Linked DNA regions of Mus musculus: all the other regions are linked to region 4. A link is a contact called in public HiCAR-type, HiChIP or PLAC-seq and promoter capture Hi-C data. All regions are on one chromosome and are shown on one strand. Each heading gives the region's core, a stretch centred on a gene start, on an enhancer-like site or on the middle of the called end of the contact. The rest is flanking DNA. Distances are from core to core; before and after follow the strand shown. Region 1 has its middle 39 kb from the start of Gm31727. Region 2 has its middle 6.4 kb from the start of Gm31727. Region 3 holds the start of Hook3 (hook microtubule tethering protein 3). Region 4 holds the start of Adgra2 (adhesion G protein-coupled receptor A2). Region 5 has its middle 29 kb from the start of Gm31843. Region 6 overlaps Gm31784 (a long non-coding RNA gene).

The links. Promoter capture Hi-C pulls out the DNA fragments that hold promoters and counts their contacts. HiCAR-type assays count read pairs that join an accessible place to other places. HiChIP or PLAC-seq counts read pairs in DNA pulled down with a chosen protein or histone mark.
Region 1: a promoter capture Hi-C map of second pharyngeal arch cranial neural crest shows a contact between it and region 4. The contact joins the enhancer-like site here to the promoter of Adgra2 in region 4. A contact is called at or near these places in 7 of 39 promoter capture datasets (cranial neural crest, embryonic stem cells, frontonasal cranial neural crest and 3 more) and 1 of 115 datasets of contacts at active chromatin or transcription factors (embryonic limb bud).
Region 2: a contact with region 4 is called in a promoter capture Hi-C map of frontonasal cranial neural crest. The contact joins the enhancer-like site here to the promoter of Adgra2 in region 4. A contact is called at or near these places in 5 of 39 promoter capture datasets (cranial neural crest, frontonasal cranial neural crest, liver and 2 more) and 1 of 9 other capture datasets (embryonic stem cells).
Region 3: a HiCAR-type map of astrocytes shows a contact between it and region 4, with 3 times the contacts expected there. The contact joins the promoter of Hook3 here to the promoter of Adgra2 in region 4. A contact is called at or near these places in 1 of 39 promoter capture datasets (second pharyngeal arch cranial neural crest) and 3 of 115 datasets of contacts at active chromatin or transcription factors (astrocytes, embryonic stem cells and extraembryonic endoderm stem cells).
Region 5: an H3K4me3 HiChIP or PLAC-seq map of stem cell-derived neural progenitor cells shows a contact between it and region 4, with 14 read pairs. The contact joins the enhancer-like site here to the promoter of Adgra2 in region 4. A contact is called at or near these places in 4 of 39 promoter capture datasets (cranial neural crest, hippocampal neurons and liver), 1 of 484 Hi-C or Micro-C datasets (bone marrow-derived macrophages) and 3 of 115 datasets of contacts at active chromatin or transcription factors (astrocytes, cardiomyocytes and stem cell-derived neural progenitor cells).
Region 6: a HiCAR-type map of fibro-adipogenic progenitors shows a contact between it and region 4, with 4 times the contacts expected there. The contact joins the enhancer-like site here to the promoter of Adgra2 in region 4. A contact is called at or near these places in 4 of 39 promoter capture datasets (cranial neural crest, liver, maxillary cranial neural crest and 1 more) and 4 of 115 datasets of contacts at active chromatin or transcription factors (bone marrow-derived macrophages, embryonic limb bud, fibro-adipogenic progenitors and 1 more).

What each region holds. Positions count from the first base shown.
Region 1 is chr8:26,225,423-26,229,847 of GRCm38.p6, reverse strand. No RefSeq gene overlaps it. Among named protein-coding and RNA genes, the nearest start is that of Gm31727, 39 kb to the left of the region's middle. Within about 2 kb of position 3,012, at least 15 of the 459 cell types and tissues checked have an H3K27ac peak or open chromatin away from gene starts, as enhancers often do. A contact at or near this core is called in embryonic limb bud and second pharyngeal arch cranial neural crest, where this site is marked.
Region 2 is chr8:26,257,953-26,262,923 of GRCm38.p6, reverse strand. No RefSeq gene overlaps it. Among named protein-coding and RNA genes, the nearest start is that of Gm31727, 6.4 kb to the left of the region's middle. Within about 2 kb of position 2,428, at least 9 of the 459 cell types and tissues checked have an H3K27ac peak or open chromatin away from gene starts, as enhancers often do.
Region 3 is chr8:26,116,237-26,120,580 of GRCm38.p6, reverse strand. Hook3 (hook microtubule tethering protein 3) reads left to right here and starts at 1,357. Exons shown (of 22, transcript NM_207659.3): 1 at 1,357-1,623. The coding sequence starts at 1,567. It overlaps Rnf170 (ring finger protein 170), which reads right to left and starts at 1,213. Exons shown (of 8, transcript NM_029965.4): 1 at 981-1,213; 2 at 18-141.
Region 4 is chr8:27,082,829-27,087,692 of GRCm38.p6, reverse strand. Adgra2 (adhesion G protein-coupled receptor A2) reads right to left here and starts at 1,852. Exons shown (of 19, transcript NM_054044.2): 1 at 1,482-1,852. The coding sequence starts at 1,747. Gm39151 (a long non-coding RNA gene) reads left to right here. Exons shown (of 3, transcript XR_870285.3): 3 at 1-1,424.
Region 5 is chr8:26,350,504-26,355,376 of GRCm38.p6, reverse strand. No RefSeq gene overlaps it. Among named protein-coding and RNA genes, the nearest start is that of Gm31843, 29 kb to the left of the region's middle. Within about 2 kb of position 3,271, at least 87 of the 459 cell types and tissues checked have an H3K27ac peak or open chromatin away from gene starts, as enhancers often do. A contact at or near this core is called in stem cell-derived neural progenitor cells, where this site is marked.
Region 6 is chr8:26,300,737-26,305,545 of GRCm38.p6, reverse strand. All of the region lies in intron 3 of Gm31784 (a long non-coding RNA gene), which reads left to right. Among named protein-coding and RNA genes, the nearest start is that of Gm31784, 9.3 kb to the left of the region's middle. Within about 2 kb of position 3,260, at least 7 of the 459 cell types and tissues checked have an H3K27ac peak or open chromatin away from gene starts, as enhancers often do. A contact at or near this core is called in fibro-adipogenic progenitors, where this site is marked.

The sequences.
Region 1 (4,425 bases), core at 1,763-4,262, 860 kb after region 4:
CACCTGTTGGAGACATGCATGAAAGAAGAGTCTGGTGAGACTGACTTCATCATAAAGGCATCCATCTGGTGTCCTTGCCAAAGCAAAACCTATCACAGTTTAAAGTCGCGTCCTCAACACGAGCTCATTTCTGCCATATGTTGTGCAAATGACGCAAGCGTTGTGCGCATGCGCCTTCCAAAGACACCACCACATCAAGAGCACTCAGCACGAACAGTGTTACAACTTGGAAACAAGAGATGGGGTACAAAGGCTGATAGACTGAAGGTAAAGGCAGCCTCAGGCAATGCAGAGGTTCTAAAAAAAAAAGTCTCTGTTATATCAACAGGTAGAAGTCTCTTGGTTGAAAAATCAACATGTGTTTAGGAAAAGCTGGGGGCGGGGCGGAAAGGTGATGAGAACCACAAATGTGCTTTTTTATTTGGTTTGGTTTTGGTTTTGGTTTTCGAGACAGGGTTTCTCTGTGTAGCCCTGGCTGTCCTGGAACTCACTCTATAGACCAGGCTAGCCCCGAAATCAGAAATTCACCTGCCTCTGCCTCCCAAGTGCTGGGATTAAAGGCATGCACCAAATGTGCTTTTTATTGCCCAAGAAACATCAGCGGAGGAGTGCTTCTGCCTGGGGACATCTATGAGGCACTTGGCCTTGATATGTCTTCTGTTAGTTTTCCTAGTAAAACAGCATCGTTTCCAACAGTGTGTGTCTGCCATCGTCCCCTACAATTTACAGACTCGACTCAGATTCTTCCTGGAGATGTTCTGAGGAGAGATGAAACCCTATGCTGTCCACAACCCTTAAGAGAAAGTCCCCAAAGTGCCACCAGCTCCTTTGTCTTTTGCTTCAGTTTCGCTTGTGACAGAAAATCCTGTCTCATGACCATTTTATTGAAACCTCCTTAAGCTCCTTAGGCTGCCTGTAAGTTCTCAGCATAGGCTTTGGACCTGAAATCAGAGCAATGTGGTTTTCTGTCCAAGGCTTGGGCTATGCAGAAATAGCATTCCATAAAATCACATAAGGAGGCTAAGCCCCTTGATCAAATGAACTATTCTGAACTATATAACACCTTGCCTCAAAAGAAAAAAAAAATGTTGACTAGGTGTCTTAGTGAGGGTTATTATGATGATGATGAAACACCATGACCTAAGCTAGTTGTGGGGAAAAGGGTTTATCTGGCTTACTCTTTCACATTGTGGTCCATCACTAAAGGAGGTCAGAACAGGAACCCAAACAGGGCAGGAACGTGGAAGCAGAAGCTGACGCCGAGGCCATGGAGGAGTGATGCTTACTGGCTCACTCTACATGGGCTTTCTCGGCCTGCTTTCTTATAGCACTCAAAACCCCAGTCCAGGGATGGCACCACCCACCATGGGCTGGCCCCTCTCCTATCAATCACTAATTAAGAAAATGCCCTCCAGCCAGATCTTACGGAAGCATTTTGTCATTTGAGGTTCCTTCCTCTCAGATAACTGTAGCTTGTGTCAAGCTGACATCAAACTACCCAGCACACATGATTTTAAAACCCACCTGTAAACAGTAGTTGAGAAAACGAGTATAGAACTCAAGGAGTCGTGTATTCAGTATAGTTTTATTTTAGTCTTTATAGGAGAACAAAACTGCGTTCCGTGGTAAAGCAAATAGGCCTGGAGTCCTGTTCTGTGCCCCCCGGATGGCACTTTGCAGACAGAGTCCATCAAACACACCACTCCCGTTCCCAGCATTCACTATTTAAAACAGCCACAAAGGTATATCTTCTACCCTCTTGCTTAGAAGTGATACCCAAAGTCAGAGTAGCCCCGCTCAGGTCAGGACTCTATCAGGTAACCTCACATTGCAACGTCTCTATAAGCCTCTGCTTCCTTTCTGATGAGTAAAAGCTGACAGTTTCCTTTAGAGAACATGTTCTGGAAAAAAAAAAAAAAAACTGCGTGCAGACCTCTCGGCTCAAATTGTTACCAGCAGGAAGATCAAGGAGAGAGATAAAAAGACAATTTTCCTCTTCCTTACCTGTTCTCCAAATGGAGTCTCATTTCCATCCCTTTATGTCGTATGGATGTTGAGTTTGGGATTAGGGAGTGTAAAGACAAATGAGACGTGGCCCAGAGCAGCAGGTACCTTGGACAAAGGTCAGAGTCTGTGCCCCAAGCAGGAGAGCTTGGCTCAGGGCAAGGCTGAAATCTCCCAGCAGTCTTTTCGGCATAAGGTCGTACTTGGTGCTCTCCTCACATTCCCTAACACTTGCTAAATGTCAGATAAGGTAGCCAACATACAGGTTGATCTAAGCGAAAAATATTTTTTCCTGCACAGATCAGTTTTTAGAATACAACGTTTTCTTTGTTCGGTGGCTCGGAACTGAAAAATTAAGTCATTACACTTGATTCGTCAACCCGGTAATACATCATGGACTCCGGTGAAAATTCGAAGCAAAGGAGTTCTTTTATCGCTCCGTCTCGTGAGGGATGGAGGTGGGGTGTACACGCATAAACTATCTGAAAAGTACCTCACTTTTCGCCCTGTTGGTACATTTCCCAAGGTGCTCTGGGTTCAAGCCCAGGTCAGAGATTAATTTGACATAAATGTTTTCCTTATGGAATGCAAGGGAAAGAGTGGGCCTGGAAAACTATTATCAATCACTCACACATACATACACACACACACACACACACACACACACACACACACACACACACATCAGACTGGAAACCACATCAAATATCCTGGTGTGAGTGTGCACTTGTGCCCGCCCACGAGGGTGGGAGTTACTGCATCAGAAGGCAGAGACTGCAGAGGAATTTGATTCACCTTGAGCTAACAGCTTTTCCTAAGGTAAGAGGTGACGTGTGAAGTCTTTTTATCCGTAATGCTTAGTTTCCGGGAACTCCCTGTGGCTGGAAACAAAACACTGGGCTGGTGATTATGGACTTTTTTTTTTGGAAACACGGGAAGGACCTAATGATGTGGGGAGGGTCGTGAGCTTTAAAGATTTCCTCACATCTGGAAGCTATCGCTGGAGGGAAGCGAAGCGGCGGAATACAGGCCTCTCCCCGGCGGCGTAGCAACGTTTTACTTAGCACCCTGACCTGTCAAGGAGCAATGGGGATAATGGGCGCAGAGGCCACTTGGGACCCTTCATGACAGGAAGGCCTCCTTCTGCTCCATATGTTGCTCGAAGGCCTTGATTAAAGATGAAAAGTTAGAATTAGAGGTCTCCGGTGGGGGCAGGGAAAGGTTGCTGTTAGTATTATTTAACAAGACGGTGCGGCTAAAGTTAGTTAGGCTGTTATTAGGGATGGAAGCTGAGAACTAGGGGTTTTTACCAGAGATAGAAAAGGGGCCACAGAATGAGATAGCCTTGATAATCGGGCAGCATTCGTTCTCCTGCCTAGATTTTTCATCTGTTTTTGTTCTTTAAAGGTTGAATGAGAAAAAAGCGGGGAGAGGGGTCAGAAGTCAGAAGCGCATTGCGCTCTTCCCGCTTCTCATTTAGAATTTTATTTCAAACACTCGAGTCCCGGGCTTTCCTTCGTGGGACACCTTAGGTGTCCCGCATGCCTGAAGTTTCATTTGCTTGCTTGGTTTGGTATATCTTTTGAATCTGTCTGGTTGTATAGCCCAGGCTAGACTAAAACCATGACCCTGACTGCCTAAGTCCTGGAATATACACAGGCATGGACCATCACGCTTACTTTGTTTGCATTTTTTGTTTGATGTTGTTTTGTTTTTATTTTGTTGTTGTTGTTGTCGTCTTCGGTTTGCTTGAAAACGAGCTGGCCATGTAGCTCAGGCTGACCTCAAATTCACCATGCCTCCTCTCTGTTCTTCCTAGTGCTGCAATTACAGCTCTCAGCACCACACCCAGCTTCGTCCTTTCATCTCTTGAAGCCCAGGCTTGTCATATCAAAGGACCCCCCATCTGCCTCTTGAAGAAGCGGAGGGAAATTTTAGAAGTTATTTATTTTTTTTCCAATGATGTTTACTTAGTTGTGACCCCTGGGGAAAGGGAGAGAGAGAGAGAGAGAGAGAGAGAGAGAGAGAGAGACTCTGACTCTAATTCAATGGAAACCTTCTTCAACAAACATTCATATATGCACATTTTACTTTGATGATAAAATTCTTTCTTTTTTATTTTATGTTTTTATTTATTTATTTATTTTCTTTCTTGTGTCTAACTTAAGTGTCTGCACTATAAAACCATTGATAATGTTGGTTGGTAAGGTTTGATGTGGATCTTTCTTACTGAATCTCATAGAAAGAACAAAAATCACCCCATGCTTTTCCACCAACCAATCAGTGGGCAGAACTATCCGTTCATCTTTGTTATGGCCTGGTAAGGGAAACAGATAGTCCAAACAGTGCCTTGTCAGTGTTCTCAGACATCAATTCTTTTGTAGTCTAGCATGAACTAGCATCTGTATAGAAATGTATTAA
Region 2 (4,971 bases), core at 1,179-3,678, 830 kb after region 4:
AAACACACTCCGATCAACTTTGCATTTTCAAGCCTTGGTCCTGCCTACCTGGCACCCGGGCATCTCAACCTGCTCTAAGCTTAAATCGGCAGTGTTCTACCGTGGCCCGCCACTCATTCCGTATGCCTTATCTTGGTGAGTTATGTAATCAGCTGAAACTTAGGCAGGACCACGTGTTTCTGCTTTCCTCATCCTGACACCTAATCAATCAGTGAACCCTGCCAGCTGTTTCTTGACTATTTGACACATCTGCCCTCCCTTCGCCATCCCTTCCTTACCACCTTAGTTCAGAAGTTACCATCTTTTATTTAGACAAGAGCAGTTAAATTACCATCTGATTTCCTTGCCTATAATATCTCTGGCATCATAGCCTTTAGTCTATCGTTATCTGATACTCCACAGTCAGGATTGCCTTCATAAAGTATAAATCTGACTCAAAGCAAAAACACATATTAATCTTCTGTGGCTAGATAGGGCTTTCGGTGTCCATGATAGTGTGGGACTTCAGTGAAGAGTGAGAAAAGAGACAGCAAGTGACAGTTTGCATCTAGAATGTCTCCAATGGTCATGGATTTTTTTCTTCCCCAGCTTGGCACTATAGGAAAATCAGCTCTAGGAGGTAGGCCTGTTGTGAGCTCTTGGGGTGACTGGTGACAGGTCCATGAAGGGAATTTGTGGGACCCAGGTCTCTTCCTCTCTGTCTACTGTCATTTACTCTGATGTCTGCCTCTCTCTCTCTCTCTCTCTCTCTCTCTCTCTCTCTTCCACCTACTGGTGAAAGAACTTAGTGAGGAAACCCCCACTCAACTCCCAATTCGGCATGCACCCACGAATCACGAACAGAACACAACACCTTGATGTAACAACACGAAGTATTTTAATGGGTAGCTCCGGGTTGAAACGTATCTCACACAAGAGACAATGGATTCAACCACAAGGCTTGGAAGCTAGGGTTTTTTATAGAAAAGGAGTGGGGCTGGGGGAGGAATTGGCGCGGTTTCACATGATTGGTCCATTTAAACATCAGCAGCCTGTAACATTTAACTTAGGTCAGAGGGGTGGGAGATAGGGAGGCGATGGGCCTGCCCGGGCATGTCCTGGTCTGTTCTGCTATGTTCTCAGCCCCAGGTTTCAAAGCTCACAACAACTCTTTGGGCTATTTGACATACATTACATGAATCACAGGTCTCAAGTTTTATTTCTTTTTACTGGGACTAATGGAATATGCTACCATAGTCATCCCTTTACTTGTGGGTTATTGTCATCGTCGTCGTCGTTGTCATCGTCATCATCATCATCGTTTTATGTGTATGGGTGTTTTCCCTACATGTATGCATGTGCACCATGTGCATGCCTGGTGCCTGAGATGATCAGAGGAAGGCATCCCATCCCCTGGCTTTGGTGAACCCTTTTTCTGATATAGCTTCCTCCCGTGATGTACCACAACAGGCCCAAAGCAACAAAGGCAAGTAGCCTAGGCTAGACCTGTTTAAAACTGACCCAAATTAAACATTTTCTCTTTGTAAACTGGTTAGCCTGAATAGTCGGTCTAACCGTGATTAGCTAATGGGGCGTGTAATTGAGAACTTAGAATTCCTCTTCCTCTTCCTCTTTTTCTGGTACCTTATGCTCAGTCATTGTAACATAAGCAAATGTTTAACAACCTGTTTCATAAATAAATAAATATCCCACCCCCCAGAAAACACATGCGTTTGCGCGTGCACACATACACATACTCTAATTTTAAAAAGTGTGCCTGTATCTTTAAAAAGAGTTGACTTTTTTCTTTTATATTTTTTTCAAGGGAAGAGCATGAGGAACCCAGTCCTTCCCCCCACCCCAACCCCCTGAGGTTCTCTCCTCCTTTACACTGTCTCTGTCACCTGGCCTCTATTATGGCAATACCCAATGTGAATAAATGAAACAAGAGCTGAAACATTCCCTAGTCACCTCTAGGCCACTATAACATAATCGTCTAAGTCCCAGCTCATGTCAGAAGACTCGGGGATGAGCACAAACTCCTCTGTGGACCACATTGGTCTCCAGAAAGAGGCAAGCTGGTCAGAGACTCAGGGCAAACTGGTGAGAGACCGGGGTTCTATAGGCAGATGAAGTGAGGTCAATACTCTTAGTAACTGAATGAGAGAATGCCCGTTTTCCATACAGAGGACAGGAAGGCACATGCAGCTGCTCTGACACATGAATTCCCCATTATTCTGTGGATAGAAGATGTGTGCTCCACTTACCTGGAGTCAACCTCCCAGACAGAACTGCTTCTGTTGCAGAAAGCAACACACACACACACACACACACACACACACACACACACACAAAACTGTGTCCAAATGGATTACTCCTGTCTGCACAGGAATGCATGTCATTGTCAACATCAAACACTCCCCGGCTTTGCTCGGGCAGCACCTGCCTTCTTGATGGGCACTTCTGAGCCGTCACTCACAGAAGGCACTTAAACCTGTATGACTTCAAAAGCAAGGTAAAGACAAGCCCCATCCGGCAGGACAAGACGCACCTAATATGATTATGTCTCCTCTCCCTGCTGATAATAGAATTATGCAAAGGCAGCCTTGACCCAGTAAGAATTCTTCCTTCAGAGTCAAATCTCTGCCCTTCTGCTAACTCACAGCCAGCGTTTCCTGTTCAGTATCCCTTTATGCAGCACCTTGTTAGGGTCCCTAACATTTCAGGGAAGACCCAGACAGTTTTCAAGATCCACCCAGGCATGGGGACCTGCTCTAGGCACCACCCCAGATGCCACAAGCACTGGCGTGAAAGAGAGGCATCATTAGCCATCTTTCTGGGGTAGAGAAAAGAAAAGAAAAATAGAGAAGAAACCAGGCTTCTTCTCTAAGCTTACACTCAAGGATCCACTGAGCGAGCCGGAGTGTCAACACCTCTAGTCTCCTGCTTCTATTGTGTTTCACACACAGAAGTCAGCAGAGCTGCTCATTGCCCCAAGCAGAAGAGAGCACTCTCCTCCCTTTCTTCTTTCCCTCTCCCTTCCCCCTTTTCTCTCTCCCTTGTTTTTGTTTTTGTTTTGTTTTTTGGTTTTTCGAGACAGGATTTCTCTGTGTCGCCCTGGCTGTTTTGGAACTCACTTTGTAGACCAGGCTGGCCTCGAACTCAGAAATCCACCTGCCTCTGCCTCCCAAGTGCTGGGATTATAGGCATGTGCCACCACTCCCGGCTTCCTTGTTGTTTTGCTTTGTTTTGTTTTGTTTTGTTTTGTTTTGTTGAGATGAGGTCTCACTACACAGCCCAGGTTAGCCCAAAACTCAGTCATTCTGCTTCTTCCTCCCACAATTTAGGATAATAGGCACATACCACCACCTGGGTAGGACAACGGTTTTCTAATGAGGCTGGAGTTTGGTTATTTAGAGGGTTACTAAAAGGCAGGATTAAAAATAACAATGCAGCCATGTGGCGAGGAAAGAGTTTAGGAAATGTCGGAATAACTTTAAGCAGTAAATTCTATTAACTACTCAACTTTTAATAGGCTGCTCTAAATGCACGGATTAAGAAGGGACCTACTTTCTGAAGAGTCTTTTCAAAGAGCCATATTAATGTTTTTAAACCTCTTAGCGTGTTAATTCCTAGGCAGCAGGCTATGGAGATCTCTTCCGAGTCTCATATTAGAATGTTACTCATCAGGATGCTTAAATGGAGTCGTCTTTCATAAAATAATGGTCTGCTTTTACTCAGAATTGTTTTGTTCTTGTCGATGGTTCAAAACTGCATGGCCCATGTTCTGATAAAAAAAAATAAACAAACTTATAAATTTATATGTGACTTAGTTAAGAGAGGTTTTATAAAACTATTAGAAGATTCCTCGATTATAAAAGTTCACTTTTTTTTCTTTATTCAACTAATAACATCTATTTAAAATTCAGTATCTGTACTATTCTGTGCATTGAGAGTACTGGAGCGACAACAATGTAATACCTTACGGAATGAATCTTTTTACAAAATGTCATTCATAATAAACTGACTTAAAACAGGACCTGTCAAAAAGTCAGGAAAATAATCTGGTTGCGAGGGATGAAGCGGAGGCGAACAAACTCGAGTTGATTAAGCAAGGGGCCGTAAGTAGGTGCACGGGATCTACATTAGAGGCGAAGCTCAGGCTGGATTTGAGCTCAGGGAAGGAACTTTCTGTTGATCAGGTACAACTGAGTACAGAAGGAGAAGAGCATGAACTGAGATGGGGGAGGGCTGGGGCGAAGGAATGTGGACTCCATTGGTCTGTCTCGGTCACGTGACATTTCAGCGGTCACAGCGGTAAAGTCTTTGGATGCGTGGATCTCGGTGTAGAGATGAATTTTGGAGCCATCTACCTCTCGAACGTATTCAAATGTGTAACCTCGGATGAAATTGCTGAGGAGGAACAGTAAGTGTGGAGGGCTCACACTTTTACTCAGCCCTGAGTAAGCTGTTAACTCAGCCCTGTAATGCTGAGAAACCAAGAATCTGGATAGCAGAATGTGTCTAATACGCCTGAGAGTTCTGAGTGGCCACAACGGATAACACAAACTTCGCAGTAAGAAAGGGAGGAATGCGTTTTCCAAGCGCGATGATCACGTAGGTAAAAGTCTACTGAGAGGTTAGTGAAGGTGAGGAAACTCTTCCTCACCCTCGAATGACATGAGCAACGAGTGCTTCTATGGAGCTAGGAGATAGAAAGATCAACTAGGAATTAAGCCATCAACTAGTTAACGTTTTCATTTGAAAATGCTTCTCAAAATAATCTCAGCCAAGTGATATATTCTCAAATATCTCATCTGAGAAGTAGGGAAAATGCTAGCATATCCCTGCGGTCCCCTCTCTCGGTCTTGTCTTATAATGGTAACTTCGCTCTGAACCAACAGTAAGCACCTAAGCTCTGGCCTTAGGAATAGATCCGACACAGGCTACCATGCACTTGTAGGGCAATGCTGGCTGACAGCTTACAAAAAC
Region 3 (4,344 bases), core at 108-2,607, 970 kb after region 4:
CTGGTGGTTATGCATACCTTTGAATCCAAGATTCTCCTAGGACTCCAAAGCATATATCTTGTATCTTGTTGTCTTGGAAACGCCAATATCTTTGCATTAAGGTCGACTGTTTATTATAGCATTATTCTTAGACGCCCTAAGCTGGAACAAAGTGCACATCAATAGTAGAACGGGTACAAGGCTGTAGTCACACAATAGGATATTAGACAATCATGGGATTTTTGCAGATAATTTAATATTATTTAAAAGCCAAAGCCACAATACATATCCATTCATAAAAGTTCAAAATCAAACAAAGGAAAATTATACTACATGCATAGTCATCTGGTTAAAAAGCTAAAAGGGAAAGCTTTTAAAATAAAGTAAGTGCCTATCACAAAAATCAGATTAGAGATGGTATGGATGGAAGAACTCTTGGGAATGTGGCAATTCATTTTATTAATATTCCTCAAACATGTACTGCTACGCACTGTTCTGCATGCGACTTAAAAACGTATATGAAACCTTCTACAAGGCTTGTATTAAAAAAAAAAAATCGAAAGTCGGGCAAGGATGCACCTCAATGAAGCCAACTCCTAGCACAAGAAGCAGGCCTTAGGAACAGCAAGGGTCCTTACGCACTGGGGAACTGGCGTCCACCCTCTGTCACTTTGGGTAAAGTTTTTTGTGGGAGAAGGGGGCTCCAAGGAGGAACGCCGGGCTCCCCACAGCCGGGCCAAACCGGCCCCCAGCCTCCGAGACGCGCCCACGTCAGCCGTTCCACCTTCGCCCGGAGGGAGACTCTGGGCAGGCTCCGGCGACTCAGGGAAGGCTGCGCTCCGGCTTCCGGAGGGAAGCGGTGGGCGCGGAGCCTACCCTCGCGCGGTCCCGCAGCTCCCCCCACCGCCACCGCGCCGAGTCCCGCAGTCCGCGGGTCCCCGGCCCGCCCGTGCGGGGGCGTGGCCTGGCACACGCCCGCGGCCGGAGAGGGGGGCGCGTACCTCGTCGCGGCCGAGGAACTACCGGGCCAGTCGGCGGGTCGGCATAGAGCTCATTTCCGGGGACTACCTAGCTACTCCTCCCGTGCAAACTACAGGCGGCTTCTTAAGCCAGAGCGCCGGCGTCAGCGCACGCGCAGTGCGGAGCCCCGGCGAGGGTGAGCGGACTGGAGAGACACACAGACCGGCCGCCACCGCAGGGCCCGGCCGGGGCGCGCGCCCGCGGGCCTTGGACTGGCTCTGGGAGCGCGCCTCTAGGGGCGGGGCTGAGCGAGCGCGAGCGTGCGCAGTGGCCCTCGGACCTCGGGACTCGCGCTACGCGGCGCGGCGGGGCGCGGCGCTCGCGCAAGAGGGCGTGGGCTGGCGGCGCCGGGTGCGCGCAAGGGAGTGCGCGGCCCCGAGCGAGGGAAGGAGGGGCTGGTGACAGTGCGGAGCGATTGCCAGCGTCCGCGCCCCGGGAGCGGACGGACGGAAGAGAAGGTCCGCCAGACGCCCGGTCTGCTGCCTGACCCCTTCGGACTCAAACCCCGAGCCGAGCGGCCGCGGCTTCTGGTTGGTTGAAGGGAGACGCTGCGGCCACCCCAGGAAGATGTTTAACGTGGAGTCTGTGGAGCGGGTGGAGCTGTGCGAGAGCCTGCTCACTTGGGTACGTGGTGGGCAGCGGGCCGGTGGGAAAGCTCCGCCACCTTTTCGCGGACACCGGTGCTCGTCCCGGGGGGCGAACGCCCCGGGGCGACCTGCCGTCACATCCGGGGCTTGGGACGGGCGGAGCTGAGTAGCCGGTGCGGCCGCGTCTACACCCGCGGCCGGGTCAGGGTCAGCAGGGAGAGGCCGGGCTCAGGCAGGCTGGGCCCAGGGTCCAGGAGGAACTTGTCCGGCCTGAGATGTTGGCTGCTGTCCGAGAGGAAACCTGCCCGGTGGGGGCTAATGATGGGGTGCAGGCGACACTGTAATTAGGACTGTTTGCCTTGATGAGGCGCTGGCGTTTCGCTCCCAAGCTCCCAGTGATCCAAAGCGTTGGTTCTGCCTGGGCGCCCGGTAGAGGCAGTCGGGACCCCCTAGTTAAGCGATGCTGCTCGCCTTTGTTGTAGCGTTCAGCCAGGATGGAGTGTAGCCCCTTGAGGGATGGATGAAGCCCTGCCCATTGGAAAATAGTACATTGGCAGGGTGGATAGACAAAACATGAAGAATCACTCAGAGGCAAAACATTTAAAACGCGAGATGCATTTTGACTGTTATAAACGATGTGATGGTACCTATAAAAGGAACCAACGATAAAAATGTTGAACTGGAAAAATTGAGGGATTTCGTAATGGAACTGAAACACATTTTTAAAGCACCATGAGATTCTAATTTGGAATTGATGAGGGTTAAGGTTATCGAATTTTCAAGTAAACATGCAGGATTTTGTCAATAGTCATGGCTTAAACGGCCCTTTTCATTAGCTGGACAGTTAACCGTGTTTGTTTCTGGTTTTCATATGCTGGTTGGAGGTAGGTCCAGGCATATATGCAGAGCCATGGGATAAACCAGGAACATTCATTTTACTTACTGCTAGAAATGTTAGCTGTCCTTTTTAGAAGAACCCAGATACATTTACAGTGGCTATTGTGATACATGTTAATTTTGTTTGCTTATTGGGGGAGATGGTAGTATTTGGGCCTCCTGCATTTTAAGGGAAGGCTCTACCACTAAGCTGTTCATCTCCTGGTCTTAGTCACTTTAAAGGTAAAATGCAAATAGCAAAAAATTCTACTGAACAGTGCCTTAGGTTAGAGGTTCAGATCTCTGGAAGGTAACCATCACTGTTTTGTGCAGGAACACTGCCGAGAAGTTTGAGAACTGTTAACTTAGGTCGGTTGTAATAAATGTAAGAAAAGTAGAATCTACAGATGTGTGTGCATTTGAGATAGGATCTTGCTATGTGGCCCATTTTGACCTCAAACTATGATCTTGAATTTGTAGCAGTCTGCCTGCATCACTACACCCAGCTTGAAGTTTTGTTTTTGTTTTTGTTTTTTTATAAACTGGGTATGTCATTAATCTGATTGTGCCCTTTGAAGCAGCCTTTATACAATGGAGACCTTTATGGTTTGGTTTTGTGTTAGATCATTCTTGTAATTTCAGATCACTGGAAATAGTGCATAGTTAACATGCTCTGTAAGTTCCAACTTCAAGCCTGAAGCTAGACTTCACTGCTATGCTTCAGATAGAGAACGGCGATAGGTGACACGACAGAGCTACACCTCAGCCAAGTTTCAAATTATTCTTTAAACCAGGAAGACTTTTGAAAGGATGGGAAATGTTTCGTGCCCTGTCAGTATATAACAAGCTAGCCCAACAGAATATGCTTAAACATTAAACCTTATCCCCTCTTCCTTCCCCCTGAAGCAAGATGTATTCCTACCTGATAGGGTAAACAAAACAAAACACAAAAACCTATGGCATTACATCTGTCAGTCCCCTTTTAAAAAAATTCCCCCTTGTGTAACTGATGTGTGCACATGGGCACAGTTGGCAGCATATGCATATGAAGGTCAGTGGTCAGCTTTTTGGAATTGATGCCCTCTCCATGTTTTCCAAGCAACGAACTCAGGTCACAGGTCACCAGATCGGTGTGTAAGCACCCTCTCCTGCTCAGCCATTCCAACAGCCTGTTTGCTTTTTAACAATGATCATTTTATATTTATTTGTGTGGGGATATATGCACACATAAATGGATATGTGCACACACAGCCCTTTTGTGGAGGGCATTGAATAACTTAGAGGAGTCAGTTCTCTCTATTTGGGCTCTATTTTTTAATTTGAGAATTTCTTTCGTGTGTGGGTGTGTGGTTTGGGCAGGTTTACCGCCTCTTCTCAATACCACTTGTCCCTCCCAAGTTCATACACACTCTTTCTTTTTTCTTTTTAACCTATTGAATCCATTTAGTGTTGCCAGTATTTATGTGGGTAGATCTGTCTTCTGGAGCAGGGATAATCTACTAGGGACTGCCCCCCAGGAGAAAACAGACTGACCCCTCCAGCCTCCGGTAGCTTCTCAGCAAAATGACCTCTTCTCCATTCATTCTAGAATTTTGGCTGACTTGCTCTTCTGCAGATCCTGGGCATACAGCCTCAGCATAGCCCACTGTGGATTCTTACGTATACCATCCCTGTCATATCCAGAAAACACTTATATGCAGCACTCCACACCTTCTGGTTCTTAGAGTCTTTCTGCCCCCTCTTCTGCAGTGCTCTCTGGAGTCTTAAGAGAAAGGGTTGTGATATAGATGTGCCGTTAGCATTGAACACACTCCACAGTTTCTTATTCTCTGTACTGACCAGTTGTGAGTCTTCATATTAATTGCCCTTCTCTAGAGAAATA
Region 4 (4,864 bases), core at 603-3,102:
CCATGTTAGGATTCCCTAATCCCCACCAACAGACACACAAGAGACAGCTCCCACACATGTGAGTTCGCTGAGCCTCTGGAACATGTGCCCATACACAAATCACCTCCACCCCCAGCCGAGCGAGCGAGCTATCACGGTGCAGCTGTGTGTCACAAACGCTGGCCAGCTATTTCTCACAGCAAAGCACTTTTTTTTTTTCCTCCCTCCTCCAGAACTAAGTAAGCTGGGGAATGCCCAAGTTTTTCAGCACCCTTAAACATCATGACACTCAGACCTACTGTGAACCGCCTTAGCAGCCACTAGGGCTGCAAGCCAGAGCTTGCATCGAGGTGGGAGAGAGAAGAGATCCAGTCTCCACTGCGAGGCACACAGCCCAGCTGGATGGAGAAAATGCAAGCCAGCCGGCCAACATCACAAGCTGACCAGTTGTGTCCTGTCAGGAAGCCAGCTGCCTCTGAACCCGCCACAGGACTTACTGTATTGTTCTGGGTACAATCATGAAACCAGCCCCAGCCCTGGGCGAGGGGTGGTTTGGAGAAAAGGTTCTCTCCAGGGTCAGGATGACAGGGAAGGGGAAGCGGCTTTTAGGCTAGATCCTGAACAGGAAAGCAAGGAGCCGCCGCCGGGGCACGACCCTTAAACCACGTCGCGTGGAACTTGGAGCATATGGTCAGCTCAGGAAACCGCTGGGGTGCGGGAAGCTCTCCGAGTGCGGTTGCCGGGACTTAAGACTCGGGTTAAAGAGCATAGGTGCTCGCGGGCCAGGAAAGCAAGGGTTTAATCAGGCCCCGATTTGAAGGGAGAACTATGGAAGGAGGCCGGGAGGCACGTGCCTCCCTTCAGTCAGGTTTTCCTACCAAATCGTTGAGTAATTAAGTTAATCGATAAACAGCCAAACTATATGCGCAATGGGAGAGAGCCCAAGAGGAGATGGGGCACGGGGTCAGATCAGAAGCGCCTGCATTCCAAGGACAGGCTTAGCGGTCTCAGGCTCCCCTGCCCAAGAAGCCGGGCTGGGAGCAGAGCTCAGCAGGCCCGGGGCGGGGCACCGCAGACTGGGTTATCCCAGTTAGAGGAACCAGGCTAGCTAGCTGAAACCAGCAGGCTCCCTGTCATGCGGGCTCCGAAGCCTCAAAGGTGGTGAGGACCACAGCCACCTAATGGGTCCCTGACACCGATCCCACTCTCACCCAGCTCAGGGCCTCGTAAGGCTGCAACACTAGCCAATCTGGGACAAGGGACACGGAGTGGTCCCTCCACCGTCCACACGCACTTCACCTGTGCAGGTGAGCAGGCTTCCGCGATGCCTCTCGCTCTGGGGCCATACCGGGGTTTCTCTGATCCTAGAACTTCGAGTTTCCCGGTTGTCGCCTGGACTCAGACTTTCCCCAGGCTCTCAAGTGGCAAGATCGTCGCCCCCCCCCCCCCCCCCACTTAAGTCCCACTAATTGACCATACCCGGCACAAACTAAGGTACTCACAAGGTGATGGTGCCGTTTGGCAGAAGGCCGGGATCTGGAGGTTCGGGGAGATCCCCACCGCCGCACACCACCCTCCTTCGAGCCGGGTTGTGGGCGCCGCCACTTAGTCCCTTGGGCCGCTCCCCAGAGCACTTGCAACCGCGGATAGGGACCGGGCAGCCAGGCGCACCCCGAGTTCCAGGAGCCAGGAGCAGAAGACAAGGCAGCAGCGGCAGCAGCAGCAAACGCGCGGGAGGCACCGGCATCCTGCGTCCCCCCGCGCCCATCAACCCATCGCCCCGCGGGGACCTACAGCGCAGGGGCCGGACGGCTCGCCGGCCGGAGGGACCCGGGCGTGCGGGAGGAGTGCTCAGCGGGAGTCCCGGGCGCCCGAGGGCGGGGCGGGGGGCCATGGGCGGAGGCAAGCCTCGGGGTCCCCGCTGCTGCGCTCCGGGGGCATGGCTTGCGAGCACCCGGGCCGGGAGGGACGCGGGCGCCGCTGACAGCGCAGCGCGGGTGGCCCCCGGCGGCGCGGCCGGAGTCTCAGCGCAGCGCTCCGAGCCGACGGAAGCTTGGTCCCTGCGCGTGGCCGGCTCGCCCTGCGCGCGGCTGAGACCTAGCGGATCGTGCCGGGCTCCTGTTGCTGCCGCCGCCGCTGCCGCAGCTCCGTGCCATGGATGGGGGCAGCTAGGCGCCGCTCAGCTCCCGCCGCCAGCCCCCGCCCGCCTCCATCACCGCCTCGTCACTCTGCGAGGCCCTAGCGCCGCCTGATACCCTGCCAGGCGGCTGCCCTCCTTCAAGTGCAAGCCTAGAAGACAGCTTGAGCAGACACCCACTCCTATACCCCATCACCTACCCTGAACCAAGACTGTTGTCCTGTCACGACTCTTTCTACTAGCCAGGACTTTCTCTCTCTACCGCCCAGCTCAGACTTGTAAGGCAACCATCACTTTCCACAAAAAAAAAACGCTCTCTCATCCAGCCTACACCCCTCTTTCTAGGACTTTCGTTGAAGTTCTGGTTTGGCCTGGGAAGTCTGGTGCTCCGGGTTAAGGGGTTGAACTTAGCTCAGGATCTAAGGTTTCTCTTTGGCCCCTGTCGCGATGAGCCGATCTATAAGTTGACTCTCACAGTCCTGTTCCCACCCCTCAGACTTGGATTGAAGCCACAGCAGGAGGGCACAAGACTGAGACAAGGAGGCCATAGATCTTACCCTGTGAGCATTGACCTTGCCCAGCGGGAGGTGCATGTCATTAGGCCAAGGAGAGGTCAAAGGTTAAGGCAGACACTGCCAAAGCTATCCTCCTGTTAACACTGTGTGTGTGTGTGTGTGTGTGTGTGTGTGTGTGTGTGTGTTGGGGCAGGGCAGTAAATGAGTAAGGGGAAAATAAGAGAAGGCCCAGGGATCTATATTAGGGTGTGGGCAGACTCTACCACCAGCCAGGGTATCGCAGTATAGGTTTCAGCCCCCCTCCATGTCTTTTATTAGCTGTTTGACTTGACACAGCATGTAACACCTAGGGGTGTGTAGTCTATTGAGCCTTGCTTGTAAACCGTGGCCAGAGAAGGAGGAAGAAGGGCCAGTCCTAGGTAGGATCTGGCTTTTGACCACTGGGGAGTCAAAGTGCCTATGGACATGACCTCAAAAAAGCAACAGTAACAATGACCAACAGCTAATGCCTGTGGGTGTTAGAGGTGCTGCAGTGCCAACTGAAAAGAAGGTTGGGGTTAGAGGACCCAGGATGCTGCCTCCCAGTTTCCCCAGAAACCATCACTTTTTTTTTTTTTAAATCACTCAGTAGAACCTTTATTGCTATGTAGCGGGAGAACTTCAGGATTGGGGCAGAACCCCTCCTGCTCATGACCCTCCTGTGCCAACAGAGTAACCCCACCTTGGTCCTACTGAGGTGCTCAGTGCCTTTTCTGCCACTGTGGCCTGTGAGCCAGATCTCCCATCTCCTTTCCAGGGAAGTAGCCTCTCTCAGGCCTGATGGCCCCAGCCGCCAGCTTCTTAGCTTTCTTCCCTCATTAGAGTCCCTGGTCAGTCCCTGTTGCAGGTTCTGTTTCCTTGAGCTTCCAAAGATAAATAAATAGTGGTTGCAAATGGAGGAACTGAGAAATGGAATGGACACTCCCAGCAGGAGCCTTAGGCAGGCCTGGTGGAGGCTGCATTCCTCAGGAAAGGGGCCGGTGATGGGCAGAGAGACCAGGCACAGACCAGAGCACTGCCAGGGCCAGAGAGCGGGAAGAGCTGAGGGGCCTCTGACTGAGTCACAGCTTCCCTGTGATTTCCTTTTGCTAAAAGACAAAAGGCTCAGGAGAAAGTCTCTTGTCCCATGCACCCTCTGAGGCTCACAAGTTACAGATGACATTGCCAGGCTGTTGCGGGGAGGTACACTGTAGTGGGCTTGAGTTTCCTGATGGGGACATTTACACAGCACTCCTGTTCGGATGGGCATCATTTTGACTTCTGCGCATCGGCCAGAATGTGGGGTTCACCTCCATTTTGTATCTAGGGAGGAAGAAACTTGAATTTTGAAGTGCAGGGACAGTCATTTTCCTTTGAAATCCTTTCTAAGTGCCCCACAGAGCTGCTTAACACGTTTCCCCAAAGTCATATTCTCCTGCCTATACTTGTGTGGGAGTACAGTTTTTGTGTGTTAAAAGGCTGCAACCTGGTACTCACTTACATTTCCCGATACTTGGAGGACTTACTGTGACTGTGTCTTTTAACACAACCATGGTCTCAGGTACCCAGGTTGGCCTGTGCCTTAGTCAGGGTTTCTGTTACTTCAAGGAAACACCATAACCCAAATGCAAGAAGGGAAGCAAAGGGTTTATTTGGCTTGCACTTCCAGTTCATTGTCCATCACTGGAGGAAGTCAGCACAGGAACTCAAGCGGGGCTGGAACCTGGAGGCAGGAGCTGATGCAGAGGTCACAGAGGGCTGTTGCTTGCTGGTTTGCTTCCCGTGACTTCCTCAGCCTGCCTTACTGAACCCAGGACCACCAGGCCAGGGATGGCACCACCCACACACCATGGGCTGAGCCCTCCCTCGCTGATCACTCATTGAGAAAATGTCTTACAGCTGGATCTCGTGGAGGCATCCTCTCAACCGAGGCTCCCACGTCTCTGATGACTCTGACTTGTGCCAAGTTGACACACAAAGCCAGGCAGACTATCCTGGAACTCACTGTATATAGCTAAGGATGATTTTGAACTCCTGGCCTTCCCACCCATACCTCCCAGGTGCTAGGACTACAGGAGTATGCTTCCTTGCCCAGTTATGCAGTGCTGGTGAGAGATGGTACCCAAGGATTCATGTTTGTGAGGAAAGCAAGCACCTACTGAGTCACAACTCCGTTCTACCCCTTGACCGCCACACCCCAGGCTTCTTTTTTGAG
Region 5 (4,873 bases), core at 2,022-4,521, 730 kb after region 4:
CTTATACATATGGATCCTCCAAATCCATTCAAGTTGACGATGATTATTAATCACCATAGAAACCATGGACTAAACAAATTACTCCTCCCTTAAGGTTATTTCTGTTGAGTTTCTTTTTCAGTCACAAGGATGAAAAGCTAATTACTACAGCAGAAAACAAGCAAAGAGACCAGTTGTCCCTGGCTGTGGAAAACGCCCATCCAAATGAATAAATGTCCTATGGTGGTTGCTTGTGTACCTGTCCAAGCATCAGGTTCTGTGAGACAAAGGATTTTACTTGTCTCTCCTCCCCCCCCCCCAGGACCCATGGCAGTGTAGTAAGGAGCTTTGGGGAGCTTCTGTCCAATCTTCATACTTCCTACTGGTATTTTCAGAAAGAGTTGTCCTCTTAGTTATCTGGAAGGCTCTGGACTAAAAATTTTCCACTTCTGCATCCTCTTTGCCTAAAAAAGAGAATGGTGGGGGGAGAGGCGTTTCAGCCCTTCCTGTCATGGAGAAAGCTAGAGTTGCCCAGGTAACTTTGCTCTTAGTTCTTATGTTCATCCAGAGCCCCCGGAGCTCTGCCCCCCCCCTTCATCTCCAGCTGGTTCCCTGTGCACTGGAGGATCCAGCGAGAGAGGTGGCATCTGCTGACCCTCAGTCATTAATCAAGCTGCCTGCACCAGAGTCACTTCACAGCCAGGGATGCAGCTTCTTGGCTCCTGGGAGCTGCCTAACAAAATGACAAGAGGCAGGAGTTTATTTGCTATCGCAGGAGTTCCTGGGAGGAAAGGGAAGGTGGTAGTGGGTGACAGCTGGACCAATGTGGGAAGAAATGGGGGCAGAGCAATGTTGTAGATGCTGGGGATTTGGGAGGGGGCATCTACAAGCCACTTTTACTGATGGGCTAAAATCCATTGCTTTCTATAAATGTGTATTTACATTACAGTATGTTGAGTTGAAGCTGGCTTAGAGTCTGTCCCATCAGTTTAAGTTTGCCTTAGGCCACAGGGTGATCGCTACCTCATAGTCCTAAATTCAGCTTGCTTATGGTGTTGGGACCTTTGAACCTCAGAAGTTGGGAGTGGGTATCTTGATTTTTTTTTTCCTGCCAAATACCAGTTGGACTCTCCTGCAGGACCAAATTGAATCCTTCACAGTGTTTGGACACGCAGAAGAAAGTTGCCTGGGTCCTCAGATCAGCTAAAACAAACAAACAAACAAACAAACAAAATTCCCAATATTCCTTTCTTAAGGGAACAAATTTACCTCCTAAAACTTGTAACAGTTTTATAGGATTGGAACCTTCCTGGCTCTTACCCTCCCACCCCGGGGGGGGGGGGGGGAGGCCTCAGTTTTGCTCCCCATCCACCAACTCTGCTCACTAAGCCTTTGTTCTGCAAGTTGACATCTTCTGAGTCAAATCGAGTGGGAGCTAGGGACACAGCTGTGGAAGAGTGTAGCAGGCGGTCTCTGAGCCAACCTTTGCAGTTCTTGATGGACCAACAAACAGAAGAGAGTGGCATGGTTTAGGGCACATCATACCAAGAAACCCATCGGCAATTATTCAAGGGCTTTGATGGGTCAGTCAGCCATGACTTCCTTCCTTCTCCACCATGAATGTTTGTGAGTTTGTCCAGCTCCCTGGACTCCCCCCTTCTTGGAAATGAGATAGCTTTCTTTTTCTGGACTGTTGTTGTCTGGGAAAACTGTGGCCCAGTTTCATCTTGGAAGGCGTCTGGGTGGGAATTAAAGGCTTTGTGATTGCTTCATTCCAGTAGAGGCCTTGGGTAGAGAAGCCTAAACAAACAAACAAAAAGAAAGAAAACATGCCATTTCAGCAAGGAGAGAGAACGCAGCAGGCAAGTGTGTTTGAGAGATATGTCAAATATGTTTATGGCAACTTCCTTACAGCATTTTATTATAATTTACTCAAGGAGAGAAAAGACATCCTTTATCAATGCACTTAGTAAATGCTGGTTATTGTTGCTCAAGGGGCTTCTAAGTTAAGAATGATGCAGACCAGACCCTCATAGCTCCTCCTCTATTCATCCCCACCCCATAGGAGTTTCAGATGAGAACAATACCCAGTTAAATAACTAAGATAATTTTCTGGTAAGAAGCGTTACTTGAGGGCAGCCCTTGTCTCAGATATTTTTTCCTTCCTTATCATCATAAAAAAAAATTGGTTTTATATTGTGTTTTACAACCAACAAAGACCATTTCGCATCTGTCTGTCACACTCCCTACAAAAACCTGGTTGGAGCCACCAAAAATAGCACCATGGCTTTACAGATGGAACAGTGGACAAAACTACGAAGGGACATCTATAAAGCCACCTTTCAAGTAAATCATCGAGCTTGAACTTAGCCAGGTCTTCCTCCTCAAAGTGTAGTGTGATTTCCTCCTCCGTCATCCCCCTTCTTCATAGCAGAGCAATATAAAACCAGCTGGCTCCACTGAGAGGGGCCAGGGGTGGGGAGGGACAGACACTGCAGGCAGGGCTGATCTGGAGCAGCCTTCGGCCAAGAGTGAGTTTTCTACAAGAGCGGAAAAGTTTCTTAAGTGGCCTTTGGCTTCGAAGAGGCTCTGCTTCATCTCTCTTTGACATGGTCCCTGGGAAGAGGGGAGCTGGGGTGGAAAGGATGGGGAATGTAGGGAAGGCTGTCATTTCCATGTTGTCTGTTATCCATCCACACAACCCCTGGGGACCTATTTTCAGACTTGTCTGCTTGCCCAGAAAGGGGCAGGGCCCAAGTTTCACAGAAATTAGAAGCACACAGGTCCTCGGCGACAGAAACAATGATGAAGAGATGCACGCTGATTCAAACCAGTGCCTCCGACACTCGGGGGCAAGAAGAGCCCAGGCTTTTATTATTTTTATTTTCCGCTTAAAAGCAAAGACACCACCCCCCGCCCTAATTGGAATCAGAGCTTCAGAGAATGTTAGAATTGCAGTGAATTTCAGACATGACGATCCAGATGCTTCATTTCATAAAGGGCCGAAAGGCGGAAGAGCTTGGCTAAAGCTGTAGAGCAATCTAGTTGAGTCCCGGAGCAGGGCGGAGCCACATCCCTCTGGCTCCTGACACAGCGCTCTCCCTGCCCCCTTCAGAAGGTTTTCTGAGTGGGCGACAGCCCGGGTGGAGGAGAGGTTGCGCTGCTTGGAGCTTGTGACTCTCTCATCCATGCTGGCAAACACCTTCTTGAAGTGTCTGGCAGCCTGCTCCGGTGTTCACTGCGGAGTGAAGGCAGTAAATCAGGGCTTGCCCAGGGACAGCAGCCTCAGCAATGGCGTGTGCATCTGAGCACTGCAAGACTCCCGGGAAGGAGAGCTCTCTCCCTCTGCAACTATATCATACCTTTTACAAAAAGTCACTTTGAGGTCACTGGGTTTTTTTTGTCCAGTATTTCAATACATTAAATGCAATTACTTCATTGTTGATTTACCTGTCATTACAGGCATGTGTTTGAACATGATTTATTGAGTGAGTTTTGTGCCAGTTGACTTGCGATAGATTGCACAATATTCAAAGGGGCTCATTTGCTTGGCGTTACATTAGAGGCACGATGATTGCAACACAAAGCAATGTAAATGAATTCTGAGAGGCTCCATCATTCATGTTGTCATGTACTGAATCCTATTATTATTTATTACCATAATTGTACTGTGTTTCCTGGGGCGATAAATTAGGAATGATGGGCCCCGCTGACAGTCAAGGGCTGGACTCGCTCTATATAATTTAATAGGGATACTGTAGGGTCTGTGTGTTTGGAGGAGATTTGGGTAATGGTTAAAAAAAGAAAAAAAAAAAGAAATGATTTTTTTTTTTTTACAAAAAGTATAAAAGCTTTCCAAGTTTATTTTTCCCCCTTCCTCTTTCTTTAATGCCTTGGCTACGTTTAAAGTCCCAATAAAAGCTAAAGTAAAAGAAACGTTCTGTCTTCTAGCATGAGATGTTTAAAACTCACTACCTCCAGACACAGTCCAATCCCCGTGGGGTTCTGACAGGTGGTATTAACCCTTGCACCAACAGGGCATCCTGGGGCATGAAGAATCTAGAATTGCCAGGACTTCAATGGCCAGGATGAGGGAGATCACATTAACCTTGCACAAAATTGACTCTAACAGAGCTCCGGGCACTTCATCTTATCTGGTAGGGTGGTGTTTCTGTAGAAGTCAAACCATGCTGGTCAGAACATCAGAGTTGGTACAAAATTGCTGAAGAGGATGGAAGAGGGTTGGGGGAGCCTTGGGAGAGCCTTAGCAGAGCGTGTCACGAAAAACGAGCAGTAGGGGAGACCTGAGAGGACACCCACCTCAAGCCTGTTGAACCTTTGGTGAGGAAACTGCCAAATAGAGAGGATAGACAGCCAACAGACAAACAGCTGCTAGAAATGCCCTGTCTTGCCCAGTTACAGTTTAGATACAAAATGCCCCCCCCCCCGGGGAGCACATCTGATGGACACTTGACCCCTAGCAACTGGTGGTATTTTGAGATGTTCTAGACACTTTAGGAAATGAGCCCTAGCTACAGGAAGTAGGTCATGGGGTCAGATCCTTAGGGCTTCCACCCAGTCCCTTCCTGTGACGAAGAGGTCCCTCTGCTGCATTCTCCTACCACTGCGATATTCCGCCAAAGCACATAAGACCACATAACTGTGAGCCAGAAAGCTCCCCCTTCTTCCCCTCTGGTGAGTTGTTCTCATGGGTTTTTTGGTCACAGCTACATAAAAGCAACTTAACTACCCCTGAGGATGTTAATACTACATTCTACTGGCCTTCTGGGTCAACCAATGTTCGGGGAGTTCTGAGAAATATTACATGATAAACCCAGATATTACCACAGGGAGCAGGGAAGGAAAAAGCCAAAACTGTCTTAACGGTCAGCAT
Region 6 (4,809 bases), core at 2,011-4,510, 780 kb after region 4:
TGAAGGAAACAGAAGCCCTCTGCCCTGTTTGATTTCTTCCTATAATGATATAAAGTGCAGCTTAATGAAGTCAAAGGGTCCTGGGCCTCTTGGTGCGTCCAGGCCTTTGGAGGCAGCAGTATTGAGTCCGCTTGTGGTGTGCATGACCCAGTTACTGCTGCCCACCCCGGCCGGTGGGCCCTGCTCGCAAGCGGTATTGTAGCTAGGACTTTGTGGGGGCAGTTCTGGTTGCTATGGCCCCGCCTGCATTTTGTCTACATAAATTAGACCTTGTGCAGCATATTGGCCTGTCAGGGGACTAGGAGGAAACTGTATATTGTTTCTGGCATCCCCGAGCCCTTCTGCCCCTGACATCTGCTGTGCCTGTGACAGGGAATACATTCTTGACTCATTATCCGAGCAAGTAGAATCCCACCCTGACAGGACCATTAATCAGAATCAAGCAGTCCAGCAGAGAGAGAGAGAGAGAGAGAGAGAGAGAGAGAGAGAGAGAGAGAACATGTAAAGAAGTGAGACACTTTCTAACTTTGGCTTTGGTGTCATTCGGGGGTCTGGACAACTAGCAATCCATCTTTCTGAGTGACAGCCCTGATGGATGGCATTATTTATGCTTTTGTGTATTAAAAGACAGCTCTGGCACCAGTTTGTCATTTTCACAGAGGTTTACAAAAAAGTTGAGATTTAATTTGGAGGAAAAGGAGGGCAGAGATCAGAGGAGGCTGGTGAGCTGACAGTCTGTGAAGACAAGAGAGGGACCAAGGGCATCTGAGTGTGAGGATCGGCACGGGTGAGGGCAGACGCTTCGAGGTGCACAGGGGGCGTGGAGGTAGCTGCTGCTGCCTCTCTTGTGTGTGCCTAGGTTAGGGATACCAGAGGTTTCCACATTAAGTTAAGGATATGTTAATCACTGTATTGAGATGGGTTGTTGTCGTTGTTGTTAAAACAATGAAAATGGAAACATGTATTTGATTATTTAAGACCTAGATGCTGCACACGTGTGAAGGAACAATGATGATTATTTTCATGACCAGAGCATTGCCTAATGTTGCAAATTCATAAGTATAACCAGTAATAATAACTAGGCATAACAAGTATTTAATAACAAGCAGAGGTAGTGGTCTTCACATTGATTGAACTACTTCTGTGGGCTTGTGAATGTGTATTGATAGGACTAAGGGTATTAGTCATAGGCACGGATTGCACAGTAAACATTCCTCATGCTCTGTCCTTCTGATATAGAGAAGGACACAGTGGGGAGAAGAAAGTAGACAGCGAGGATACATCAGCAATGCACGTGTATAACCTCTACTTGCAACTCTCTGCTTTCAAATGAACTTCCACTCCTGTAGACATCTGCTTTGGGCCCCCACAACCAGAGTGCATCATTTGCTTTAAGTTAATAACATGGAGGGAAGAAGACTTTCTAGTCCTTGGTTTGCTCTTTTTTTTTTTTTATCCTTGCCATAATGACATCATCCTAGCCTCTTCTTGAGGATCTGCTGTAGCATCACACCATTTCCTGTCAAGGCAGCGAAGTCCGGCCCCTTTCTTGCTCATCAGCTCTGGAGGAGATTTTGCCTGCGCACCAAGCATCAAGCTCTAGCCCCAACCAACCATTCTTCCTCCTTTCTGGGACTCTCCTCCATTTCCTGAAAGGGGTATGTGGGATTTGATTTAGCAGTCTGTTTTTCTCTGCAACCCCATAGGTGTACTCAGCTAAAGAGGCTAGGTGATCATTAATAAAAACCTAAGAATATGCACGTGACACAGCAGCAGACTAAAATATATCCTGTAACAGACTATTCCAAGTCAGGGTGGGATTAGTCTTAAAGAGTGAAAGGGCAAACGTTCGCGGTGGCATCACACGGTCTTTGCCAGGATGAATCCAATGTCCAGATTAACAGAGTTAGGCCAAGAGGTAGCCAAGTGAAGAAGTTGATGTCAGCTTCCAAAAGAAGCAAAAGAAGCCTGACAAAGAATTTTCTTAGAAATACTGCTAGGATCTCATGTCAGAGTTGAGATCTCCTTAGCCACCTCATTGACTGGCTTTGTCATCAGACAGTGCTAGGCTCTAATGTCAGTTCCATCTCTGTCAGCCTTTCAAGTGTCAGTGTTCTTATCAATTAAAAAGGATAGTTATAATTACTCGTCCAAGTTCCGAAGATTAAACATGATGACATATGTAAATTGCATCACAAAAAAAAAAAAATTCTGGCGCATATAGATGCTCAAAGAACATCTCAGCCTTACAGGATCCACAGGTTTAAAAAGAAAAAAGAAAATCCCTGCTAAGGTTTTTCAAAACTATCATTAGTTCTCCATGCCTACCCAAGGAAACAGACCTTTGAAAAATACCTTGATCTTTCATTTATTTGCATAAAGTGCCATGTAGAGAGTTATAGACTATGTCTCAATTTAAGACTAGAAGATCAAGTATTGGAAGAGCTGAGGAGAAAAGAAGGCCCTTAGGGTGAATATAAAAACCAAAGACACAGTCGAGATTTTTCCTCTGTCAGAAAGCTCCTACTCTTGTTATTCACAGGTCACTCTGGGAGGGATGGACGAAACAGCTCAGATAGACCGAGTATGGAGCACAGTCCTCAGTATCCTTCAAGGGATTAGAAACCTGCTCTCTAGGACAGTGAATAGTGTGGGGGTGCCCTGCAGATGCTTAGGTCTAACTGTCCCAGGCACCTCTGTTTCCTTATATCTGGAGTTGATCATATCCGTTTCAGAAGGCCATCGGATTTCAGTCTTGCATGGAAGGTATCGACCCCATAGCAGTAGTGGGATGCAGGGCATCTACTGTTAGCACCATAGCGTGGTGCTTTGGGAAACATGGTTGCACAAAAGAATTCAGCAATGGCACAGCGGAGTTGGGGGGACTCTGCTCTAATGTCCTGTAAGAAAATCTTAGTATATATTGGATTTATTCTCACATACTTTCTCTGCAACCAAGTATTCTAGTTTGAGCGCACTAAAAGTTTCAGTCTCTCTCAACAAGAGAAAGAGACAGTGAGTATGCCCTGGGGAGAGAGAATAGACATCAAGTAGACCAGATAATATCAGGAGTAGAGGGCACGTGTGCTGTTTTACAAGAAAATGGAATAGAGACAAATCAAACTCGTCCCTGGGTTTCCAGTATTATGCTCACAGCAATTTGGGAGGTACGGCTCGAGAAAGGACAGGGTCAGGTCAGCCTGTTCTCCTGTGGACTTGAGTGCTATGTCACTTGTTCCAGTGCAGATGTCCAAATCCTCCTTCATCTCTAGCTCTATGGTGGGACTCACAGGGAGAGAGGGCCCCAGAAGTAGGCAGCCAATAAGTCTGAGTCACTCTAGACGATATTTGAACATCTGGATGTAAGAACAACCATGGTGGGCGTGGGGTGGAGACGAGGACTGGAGAGATGGCTCAGCAATTAGGAACACTGACTGCTCTGCCAGAGGTCCTGAGTTCAATTCCCAGTGAACACTTGGTGACTCACAATCCTCTGTAATGGGATCTGATGCCCTCTTCTGGTGTGTCTGAAGACAGCTACGGTGTACTCCTATACAGAAAACAAATAATTCTAGAAAAAGAAGAGGAGGAGGAGGAAGAAGAGGAAGAGGAAAAGGGAGAAAGAGGAGAAGGAGGAGGAGGAGGGAGAAGAGGAGGAGGAAGAAGAAGAGGAAGAGGAAAAGGGAGAGAGAGGAGGAGGAGGGAGAGGAGGAGGAGGGAGAAGAGGAGGAGGAAGAGAAGGAGAAAAAGGAGGAGGAAGAGGAGGAGGAGGAGAAGGAAGCTGCCGTCACAGGGTGGAGGAAGGAAAGTCTCTCTTTGTATCCACATTAGAAGGTAGTAATTAAAAGGCATTGGTATGCATCTCAGTGACACTGAGAGGAAGAGAGAGCCTAAAGACAATCTAGCACAATGAGGAGGGACAGCTCGGATAAATTCCACTGTAGAGCAGCCAATTGTAATAATTAAGCATCTGCAAATGGCTTTTCAATAATCTCTTTAGTGAAGTGTCTTCATTATTTTAGCAAATCTAAAAATTCTCCTAAAGCTCTCTATTTAGGCTTTATCCCTCTTATTTAATCTTCTTCTCATTTGTAAATTTTTCTACCATGTGGATTTTGTGGTTAAAGTAGGAAATATTATACACATCTGTCTTAGTTTTTTCTGGTAGAATAAGTGAGTGACTTCCTGTTAATCATGTGACCTCATCGTTTGTGATCAGGACAGGTGTGTCTCCACTAGCCTTTATTTCAATTCTGGATCTTCTCTGGTCCAGTCCTATCCTAAACACGGTGCGTAAATCCCTCTCCCTAGAGCATCCTGATAGGGGGCTGGTGTGTAGCTCAGTGGTAGAGCACTTTGGATTTAATGCCTCACCCCACCACCACCACCACCACAAAGAAGAAAAGAAGAGAGGGAGGGAGGGAAGGAGGGGGAAAGAGGGAGAAGGGGAACATTTTAGTCCTCATATATAGCTTTGTTGAAAATTGTATGCAAATTTCTACGTAAATTCTCAGGCCATAAATGGCTTCTGTACTTATTATCATATTCCTACGGGAGCATTGATCCAGTACAGGGAGAGCAGGTCTGAAATGGATACATTGTACTTGATGAAGAGTGAGGGAAAATTTTACATGGTGCTGGAGAATGAAGCAGACCACCTTAGGAAGACATTCTCCTAGAATCCACGCCCAGACATTAGTTAGCTCCTTTCCCTACAAGGGCACTCCAGAGACAGGAACTGCAACGGACCCCTTGCTCCCATCCTCCACCAAAGAAAGACACCCAGGGAACCCTGGTGTCAGTGCAGAC